Regions from separate parts of the Mus musculus genome. Here region 2 is linked to region 1. The links are chromatin contacts, called in public Micro-C maps. All regions are on one chromosome and are shown on one strand. The core of a region is the stretch at or near the end of the contact, and the rest is flanking DNA. Distances in the headings are between cores, read along the strand shown. Region 1 holds the start of Plxdc2 (plexin domain containing 2). Region 2 overlaps Plxdc2 (plexin domain containing 2).

Region 1 (4,993 bases), core at 852-3,351:
AAACTCTTATTCTCACCTGGAGTCCCCAGGTGTACCTCCCGGACTTCTTTCTGTGACTCCTTGAAGGCTGACAGCTGGGTATACATGCATACTTTCTGAAGAACCATTTACCAGTCTTTCTTGAATTAAACAAAGAGGTGTACAGAGCAAAACAGAACCAAAGTGATTGTCCTAACCAGGAAGTTTTCCTTTCTTTTTCTCTTCAAGTGCTCTTTGCTCTCACTCCTGCTGGGAGTCTACAAGAGTTCACAGATTCCTGCCCCAGTGTTTCACTGACCTGCCTGTTCATTTCTTTGCTGAAGGGCAGAGATGGGGAGCAATCTGTGGGGTCACAGTGGAATGAGTGGTCTTGGGAGAAAGCTGGATTAGCCAGTCCCTGCTCAGTAGGAGGACACTTCACTACCACACACCTAACCAGACAGATCACCAGGGCACAGGGTGCGGCCAATTGCAAGTATCTGGAGGCCCTTCTCCTCCAGGGACAGTGTCAAGAAACCCTGAGGAACTGCTGGCATGTTGGGGCCTGTCTGTGAAACAGACAGGCAGAGGACAATGGGGCCAGGGCTTGTCCTCATAGGCACGACTGGTCCCCATCTTCTCCACCTCTTCTCTATCCCTGAACCCCGCTGCTTCTACTGCATCCACTTAGTAACCCCACAATGAGAAAACTAGTGAGGATAGCCTGAAGGAGGGATGTGCAGACACAAGGCGTTTTCCCTTGGCACGGGGCGACCTGCCATCCCTGACTGTCATCAGATTGTTCATCCATCCATCCCTTCCGCGGCGCACAGGGAAGAGCCTCTGAGCTCCAAGGGATGAGAATCCAGAGGGGAAACAACCTGATGTAACCAAGATTCAGAGAGGTATCCGCAGCAGCAGGCTCTCTCACACCCCGACCTCTTTGGGCTACTTGGGGTTAGGCAGGACCACCCCCTGGCGCCCAGGTGGAGTAAGCATCATAGCTTCAGGGAAGTCCTGGTTTCCCACACCTTTTGATCAAGCAAACCTCTTTCCCCATTCGAGAAACTCAAGTTTCCCAGAAAAACAACTAGGATAAGTTTCCCAAGGGCAGATACTTTGGGTGGGTGTGAGATGAGGATGGAGGTTCGAAGACACCGGAAGGATCTTCAGCCACACACAAAAACAATTGAGAAAAGTACTTCTTACCATTGGTATGGTGTCCAGGCTCCCCGTGGGCGAACTGGAACCGGTCTGTTAAAAAGTGACAAAGTAACATAACTCCTGCTGCGGCCAGGTCGGCCCTCCGGAACCTTGCCATGCCGCTGCCGCGACCTCTCTCCCCTGCCCAACGAATTTTTTCTTGAGACCCTGGGCTCCGGGGTTATCCCTGGGGATGGGGCGACACGGCCGAGCTCTGCTGGTGAGTCTTGGGTGGGATCCGGAGGCCTCTGACAGTTTCGCTAGGATTTCACTCCGGGTAACAGAAGTGAAGGAGAGACAGCTGAACCCTCTCCGAACTTCGGGAGCTCTCACTGCAACTTGTCACCCTCGCAGCCCCCAACTGAGACACAATCAACCAAGTGAGGGGAGGAAAGGTCACTTGCAGTAGGGTCGGCAAACTCCCGGGTCCTCTCAGGCAGCGCCACCCGGGCGCCCACAGACGGTGACTTCCGAGCGCCCGCGACGCGCTCCACTGGGTTCAAAACAGATCTAATTCCACTGGCTGCGCCGGTGCTGTTCCAGATTCAAGAGGGCGCTGAGCACCGGAGGAACTTTCCCAGACTTAGGTCTGGCCCCGGCGGGTGGTTGGTGTTCCCGAGAGAAGGAGGTTAGTGGAGGCTGGAGAAACCCCTCTGACAAGTTTTTCTTCTTTGCTTCGCCCAAGGCTGAGCGCGCGTCCTCGCCCGCAGCCGGAGGGATGGGCAGCTCCGGAGAGTAGAGCCGGGAATGCACCAGCTGCTGTGAGCAGAAGAGAGGTGGGGGTGTTTTTTAAAGAAAAAGAAAAACGGGAAAGTGAGGTTGCAGCCTGGTAAGAGAGCCCCTCCGGGCTAGGCAGGAGGTGGCTCCGAACGCCGCGGAGCCCCAGGAGTTTGGTGGCGGAGGCGCCGCCGCGCTCCCCCGCGCTCCAGCTCTACACTTTGGGGAGGGAAGGCGGCTTGCCATTTGCTAGATCTACCGCTGAACCCTCCTCTCTTCCCTCCGCCCTCCTCCCTCCCCTTCTCTCCTCCAGGCTTCTCCCACCTTCCTCCCAAAACCCGCAGCCAGCACCAACCTGTCCATTGGCTGAGCTTTTCTCGGGGGAGAGGGGGCGCCAGAAAAGTCTCCCACAGATGAAGCCCGAGAAGACTGGCTGGGGAAAGCCAGAGGACCATTGCGGCCCCAAACACCCGAGGACTGGTGCGAGTGGGGCGGTGGCAGATTCTAGTCTCCCGGACGCCATCCGCCCACCCGGTTCATGACCTTTGCAGAGGAACCGATGCCGCCTGCACCCTCCAGGCTTCCGTGGCTTTTGGGTGTCAGCCTGCGGGTAGAGAGGGATGAGGCCCCCCAGGGAGCGCCCACTATCTTCTGATTTCCGCCTGGGCACTAAAGGGTTAATAGTATTTCATCCCTCACTGAGGGCTGGTCTGGCAACCGTTGGGTGGCGGGGGAGCAAACCTGAGTCGCTAGGGTTACTGACATCCCCCAACTCCCAGCCCCCATCCCATCAAAAGCCCCTCCTACCCCAGACCCGCACAGAGGGAGGTGGAGGTGGCTCTGGGCTGCAGGGTCCTGAGGCCGCCACCGCGGTTTGGTAAAGTGTCAGAAGGAGGGAAAGGGAGAGTTTAAAGAAACAGGAAGCCCATTGAATTTCCTATAGGGGGTTTAAAGGGTTTTTGCTTGCTAGTTTGTTTTTGTTTTTTCAGCTTGAGGGTCTGCTTCAGCATTAACCCTTTCCAGGCCCCTTATCCGCTTACATTTAATTTAATTTAATTTGCATACACTTAGCCATCTTTTAATGGGGCTAAATAGAAAGCAAAGAGACAATGCATCCTTGGTGAAAAATACATGTTCTGGAGCACTGCCTGGGCTAGTACTTCAATTTTTTTTCCACAAGGAGCAATTTATTTAAGCTTTAAGCCTCAGGTCTCCAGGCATCAAATCAGGAAGATTTTATACTGAAGTTCATAGAAGGTCCTAGAAAGGAGGATTAGCCAAGTGAACTTAATTTTTTAAATCATCTGCTAGCCTGAAGAGAAATGCTCTTTCTTGAAGACAAAGGGAGAGCTAATTTAAACACATTCGAAAGTGTTCTGGGTTCAGCCGATGCTGTAGCTTGTTACTGTCTTGGCCTTGCCATGCTTTGAAGAATGCATGCATGTATGCTTTGAATCCATCTCAACATCTAGCAAAACCCACTGGAAGTGGGCCAAGATTACTGCAAAATTCGATACAGAAATTTTTGCCTTTCCACTGAAAACATTAACAAGCCTGTTTTCTCTAAAATAAGACTCGTTTCTCTATTTTGGGATATTTGTGAAGGTTTAAATACTCCATGCTTACACCTTTTATTATTCCAAGATGCTTGATAAATCCTGAGCTTTCTTCTGAGTGGTTGATGTCCTCTTGCCAACCAGACTTAAGACTGTAATTCTCTTATTTTTGCTCTACCAAGAGTGTTTTAAATCCTCAATTACATCTCAATCTGTGTATCTAGAGTATTTACATCAAGTTTAAAAGAGTGGTTTCCTAATGAAAAATTAATGGGACAGTCATCGATGTTGAGTTTTCCTTCTGCACTTTGAATGGCTGACACCGGTTGTGGATAGACTACTAATTATATTTGATATTAATTCTGTTCTCCCTTGAGTGGTTGTGAACAAGGAATGAGCACTCAGGTGACTTCCTGTAAACCTGCTTCCCACCTTAATTTGTAAAATAAAGAAGAGCTGATGATTAGGCAGATAAAAGGAAAGGTGGAGCAGGAGAGAGAGAGAGAGAGAGAGAGAGAGAGAGAGAGAGAGAGAGAGAGAGAGAGAGAGAGAGAGAGAGAGGAGAAAGTAGAAAAGGGAGAGGATGCAGAGGAGGAGGAAAAAGAAGAAAATTGGAGCAAAAGCACATCACCTGGAGAAACCTAAAGTTCTAAGGGGTCTCATAAACTGTGGAAGATGGTAGGATAACGGTAGACCTGCCCAATCTAGGCACAATCATGTGTTCATATTAATTGAGTCGTGTTTTCACTGCCGGGGGCTTATTTGGGATGGAGATTTACCTGCCAGAATCACTACCACCAACAAAACAAAACAAAGCAAACAAACAAACAAAACCAAACAAACAAAAAACAGGTCAGAGGCTATAGCAGAAACCCAGGCAGAGAACTTCCTGGGCCCTTTATCCAAATCCAGTTCTCATAAAGTCCACAACAGTAGGAACCAAACAATGATCAAAACAAGTTAGGTCTTAGGTCCCCTATTTGTACAGTAGGAAAAAAACAACACAAAACAAAAGCCCATTTCCTCTTGGAGAAGACACAAGTCACCATCTCCTCTCTCATTCTCACCCCTTTTTCTTATTGTTTATGGAAATTAGTAGTATTTATTTTGTTATTGTTTGCTATCCTTGGCTGTGCTTTGCCCTCTTGATGACAGCTATAAATATACTTTTGTCAGTGAAAATTGGTTGCTACAAACTGAAAGTCTAACAAATGGCAATTTAGAAGTAATTTGGTCAATATGAATCCATTGGTCTCTATCAGGGCTGCTGTTTAATCACAATTCTTTATTCCTATTTGAATTTTACTTTGACAAACTTGTACATATGTCCACTTCTGGTAAGTTTATGACAGATCGAGTATATTGATGGTAGCCATGAAATTTTCAGGGTGTGGAATCACTTGAGCAAGAACCTGATGTTGAACCTAGACTGCAATCAAATAATTTATTCAGTTTAGTGCTCACTTAACCAACAGCTATAGAAGAATCTCAAATTAGTAGGATTTGATTATTTATTTATTTATTTATTTATTTTTACTTTTCACTTCACATCCTACTTA
Region 2 (4,993 bases), core at 1,588-4,087, 50 kb before region 1:
GCTTTATGCTAGCTCGAAAAGTTTGTGTCTCCTAAATGTTCCATTTTCTAGAGTTCCTATTATTTCTAGAGCCTTCTAACATAGCTCAAGCTGTGGGGAAAGGTAACAGCCTTACATTATAAGTTTCAGGAATCCTTTTTTTCTACAATGGTATACTGCCTGCAAGAAATTGTAATGTATTGGTTGCATAAAGTTTGTGGGAACACCTAAACTAAAATCTAATTTGACTTCATGCCCACTTTATAAAATGGACTCCATACCTTACACTACCTAGGTAACCAAAACCCTGAAACCAATAGCCCAGAGACGGAGTGGAAAAACAAATATCACTCTTTTATTAAAAGGAACATAGCAAAAAATAATTACCCCTAATGACATTGTTATACTCACAGATCAGTGTTTTGCTCAAAGATTATCAGAGAAACTTCCTCCTGTAGCAGATGAGAATAAATACAGAGACTCGTAGCCATACATGATGCAGAGAGAGAGAGAGAGAAAGAGAGAAAGAGAGAAAGAGAGAAAGAGAGAAAGAGAGAGGGAGGGGAGGGGGAGGGGGAGGGGGAGGGGGAGAGGGAGAGGGAGAGAGGGAGAGAGAGAGGGGGGGGGGCGAGTGTGTATGTTCAGGAAACTCTGTAGAAGAGGAGACAGAAAGAGTGTAAGACCGAAAGAGATGGAAGACAGAAGAAAACAAGGCTCTCTAAATGAACATGACAAATAGTGGGCACACGTATGATCCCACAGAGACTGAGGCAGCATGCACAGGGCCTGCATGCATCTGTAGAAGGGCTTTTGTATGTATATTTTGGCTTCCAGTTTAACGTGTTTATGTGATTCTTGAGGGTAAGTGTTAGTGGGTCTATGTTTCTTGTGCCTTCTCTTGAGCTCTTTTACTTCTGTTTGTTTTGTCCAATTCCTGTGTGTTAGTATTTATTTTATCTTATTGTATTTTATGTCTTAATAATTCAAGGAGAAATAAAAGCAAGTGCTGAATGTCTGTTGTCGTCCAAAGGCCACACAGTGTGTCAATGGCCTTTCAGGGTACAAAGGGCTTGAGAAGACATTTTTTCTTATGGTTTATAAAATTCCCAAGGGAATTCTTTGTTTCCTGTTAAAATATTTTTTCTTCCATGATGCTCTTAAGAATTGATTCCCCCCCCGCCTTGGAAGACATACCAAGGGGCCACATCTGGAGTTTTACAAAATGCTCAGTTTGGTGACTATGACTCAAGACCTTTCTTAAGAAGTGTATCATGGCTCTGCAAGATGGCTAAGCTGGTAAAGGTGCTTGCTGCCAAGGCTGAGCATCCAAGCTTTGCTCCTGAAATGCACATGATGAGAGGAGCAAACCTATTTCCTCAAGTGGAACCTACATCCTCTCAGGGATTGTGGCAACTGTGTGCCCCCACTCCCAACAAACAAACAAACAAACAAGCAAATATGTACTAAAAAAATAAAAGTATATTAAAATATAATTGGGTGAGAGTAATGTTATTAATAAGATAACATGGAACATGCTCTAGTGTGGCTAAAATGTCATTTGCAAATGTTGATGGGTGTGACATAACCTTCCCCTAATAAATAAATATTTTAAGGAACCAATCACTAAGCGAGTAGGTGGGACTTCTAGGTCAGAGAGAGGAAGAGGGGAGGCAGGGGAAATATACTTCCTTTTGGACAAGAGAGACCATGGAGACACAATGTAGGTAGTGAGAGGCCTCTGGTTTAGGTGGTAGATCTGCTGGAATCCACCACTGGAGGATTTATAACTTAAAATAGATTACAAAATTAGGATGCTAATTTCTGCACCCAGCAATTGTGTTGCCTATTGATTCTAAACTAAGATTGTATGGTGTTTTCCTTCATGCAGTGACTCAGCTGGGTACTAGGACACGCCTGCCACTGTATTTGAATTTGGAAGTATGGGACATGCATGACAGGGGCCCACCATGGGAACTTCAAAAGATGGGTGGAGAGATTTCAGAGTTCTGAGTCAGAGAGTCTGCACGCTGAGAACAGTTTGGTCTGTCTGTTGGTGCCATGCCAGAGATAGCATGGATTGCTTCTTAAATACTTCATACAATAGATGTGTTATTAGAAACGATATATTTCAAAACTAAATTGTATAGGATGTTGAAGAATGTGGAGGTATTTTGTAGGTCTTTTTACTCCTTACTGTTTTCTGGGATTCCCAAGGGCCAAAATGTTGCAGAGTAAATATTAAGTATATAGAGAAAAGACTTTAAAACATATAACCAAAGAGCCTTTCATTTAGTTCATTCATTCCAGTGAGAGGACAGGACCATTGGAGCACACAAAGCTGTTTGCTTGTTTGTTTGTTTGTTTGTTTGTTTGTGGCAATTTGGACAGTGAAGCCCAGCCCAGTGTACTCCTCTGAATTAAGAAGGGGCGACTCTTAAGATTAAAAAACTGGCTAAATTTTCACAATCTGTATGTTGAATGCTTTGCTTAGGACAAAGTAAAAATAGTTTACCCTAAAATGTGACCATTGAAGTGTCTTACTAGCAAGAATGTGCCCAGAGGCGGGTTCTTGGTGCAAGTTTGTTAGGAGCACAGGTCTCCACAGCTGTCTCACCTTTCAGGGGTTTTACATATACCAACTTCTCTTGCTGTTCCTCTTCACTGTGTCTGGGCAGAAAACGGTACTCAGAGACAATCTACAAACAGTAAGATCCTAGTCATCAATAATCAGCCAGGGTTCAAACTTATTAAGTAAAAATACCCAAAAGCCAACAAGCAGTTAAGTTTTAAACCACATGCTCTTCCAGTAGCATGAAAAATGTCATGTTGTCTCACTTTAGCTTGCCCAGAACATGGGTCATCCCCTCTGCCGTATTCCATAAGGCATGAATCACCAGCCTGTGGTGGTTGAGCCAAGAGTGAGATCATTCATATTACATTCCTAAAGGAAATTGTTAGGATCCTTCCATTTTACTATTAGACATTGTGATGCATCTCCTATTATATCTAACTTACAAGTTGCACTTCACCATGAACATGTATGTCTAGGAAAAACAGAGAATCTGGTAATGTCTACTTTTAAGCACACAACTGGTGGTTTGGAAGTACATATTTTGCACATAAGAAGAGCTACTGTATACCTGCATATAGCAAATCTTATACTATTATAATGCTAGAAGTACACATGATGTTATTTACTCAAAATATTAAAAAGCCTATTCTTATGCTGATAGAGTAGATCAAGTCAAAATTGGGATAGTAAACCCGAGTTTAAAGTGCTATTTTCCACTGTTTTCTAAGTCCATGTTCCAGACAGTAATGTATCTTAACACACAAGAAATAGAAATATAATGAATCATCACAAAAACTTCAAATAAAATAACCTTCTCAGACAGAACAAGCAGAAAATTTCTCTAACTTACACAGTTTTCCCTTTTATTTTAAAGTAATTTCACATTTTTATGAATAATGGTTTCAATTAGTCATAGGGTGACATACTTTATGAATTTTTATATTTGATTCAGACTCATGAAGTATAATTTTATACCTTAGAAGAACAAGAAAAATCAATTGCTACATTTTCTGAACCATGACCAATAAAATATATTTTTCTCTGTTCTCTGTTATCCAATATTTAGCTTACTTATTGTCTTGAACTGAATATTTTAAAAGTCTGATGATCTTTAATATATGAGCTATAGAAATCATCAGACCCTGCTGTATAAAAAGTAAAACAGCCACCCTTTCCTTAGTGAAATAGCAAAAGCATCTAAACAAAGAAGCTGGCTTAACCAGAAGGTTTACTGCTTTAGGTTTCTGTTTCACTAACTCATTGGAACAAAAATGTCAGGTGAGTGTGCAAAAGAGCACGGGGATTTAAAGGGTTGTATTTTGCCTTTGGGGGGCTGCGTGAGGGGAAATTGATGTTTATCTGTAACCTGGGATGCACCTTCTGATGGTCTGCTCCTTGAACCCTCACATATCATCAGTTAGCCGTCCTGGATGTAAACTCCTAAGTAGAAAATGCAAAAATGCCCATGTCATGGAGCAGTCAAGCAAGTGCTTCTGCCCTGGCGCATTAGTGCGCAGCCCTTTCTCAACTCTTCCCAGGGACGGGGATTGTTTTGAACTGAGATCTACACAGATGTCTTTGCCAAATACAGTTTTTGAGAAAGCAAACAAGATAAGAACCCAACATTTATCAAAAGAATGTCTACTCATCAGCAGAGTTTCAAACACAGCAGCACATTTACATCCTTAGCATTTTGAATGCCATGAAAAATTGAACTGGGAGATGAAGACTCAAGTTTGCCAGACATCAATTCATTATGAAGAGTCAAGTAGGAAGAGATGGGTTCATTTTACATCTAGCAGAGCAAAACCACCTTCTGCTTGCCTCAAAAGACACAAAGAGCAGGCTCCCCTCTCCCTGCTTCCTCCCCTGTCCACTTTCCCTCCCAGGTCGCTCCCTCCCCACTTGGGATTGCTTTCTTCTCCCTCCCAAGTGGTACTGAGACACTATCACTTAGCCTGAGGGCCAGCAGAAAGAATGGAAATAGGCAACCTTGGGAGGTAGGAGGTTGGGCAGACTTTCCAGAATGCACCTGGGAAGTGACAGACTCTCAGGACTCAAAGGGAAGGACCTTAAATGAAACCCTGAGAGTAGGGAGGGGGAATTTGTAGAGCCCACCTCCAGCAGAAAAACACGGCATCAAGTAAGGGATGAGTTGCCATCCCACAGTCAAAACTCTGTCCCATAATTGTTCCTGTCTGAAAGAACTACAGGGATGGAAATGGAGAAGAGCCTGAGGAAAAGAAGGTCCAGTGACAAGTCCAAAGTAGAATCCAACTCAAGGGGAGGCCCCAAGATCTGACACTACTGAGGGTATGGAGTGCTCACAAAAAGGGGCCTATCATAACTGCCCTCCAAAAGACAAAACAAGCAGCTGAGTCATATTCAGATATTTTCACCCAACTAGTGGGCAGATGCTGCTGACCCCTGTTGCTGAATGTG

What was found. A called contact is a pair of places that touch in the nucleus more often than the background predicts.
Region 2: a Micro-C map of granulosa cells shows a contact between it and region 1, with 1.9 times the contacts expected there. The contact joins the enhancer-like site here to the promoter of Plxdc2 in region 1. A contact is called at or near these places in 10 of 484 Hi-C or Micro-C datasets (the Ba/F3 cell line, adipose-derived mesenchymal stem cells, embryonic fibroblasts and 4 more), 4 of 115 datasets of contacts at active chromatin or transcription factors (CD8 T cells, embryonic stem cells, kidney and 1 more) and 1 of 9 other capture datasets (adipose tissue).

Annotation. Positions count from the first base shown.
Region 1 is chr2:16,353,412-16,358,404 of GRCm38.p6, reverse strand. It overlaps Plxdc2 (plexin domain containing 2), which reads right to left and starts at 2,101. Exons shown (of 14, transcript NM_026162.6): 1 at 1,168-2,101. The coding sequence starts at 1,279.
Region 2 is chr2:16,404,570-16,409,562 of GRCm38.p6, reverse strand. All of the region lies in intron 1 of Plxdc2 (plexin domain containing 2), which reads right to left. Among named protein-coding and RNA genes, the nearest start is that of Plxdc2, 51 kb to the right of the region's middle. Within about 2 kb of position 2,837, at least 39 of the 459 cell types and tissues checked have an H3K27ac peak or open chromatin away from gene starts, as enhancers often do. A contact at or near this core is called in adipose tissue, adipose-derived mesenchymal stem cells, embryonic fibroblasts and 2 more, where this site is marked.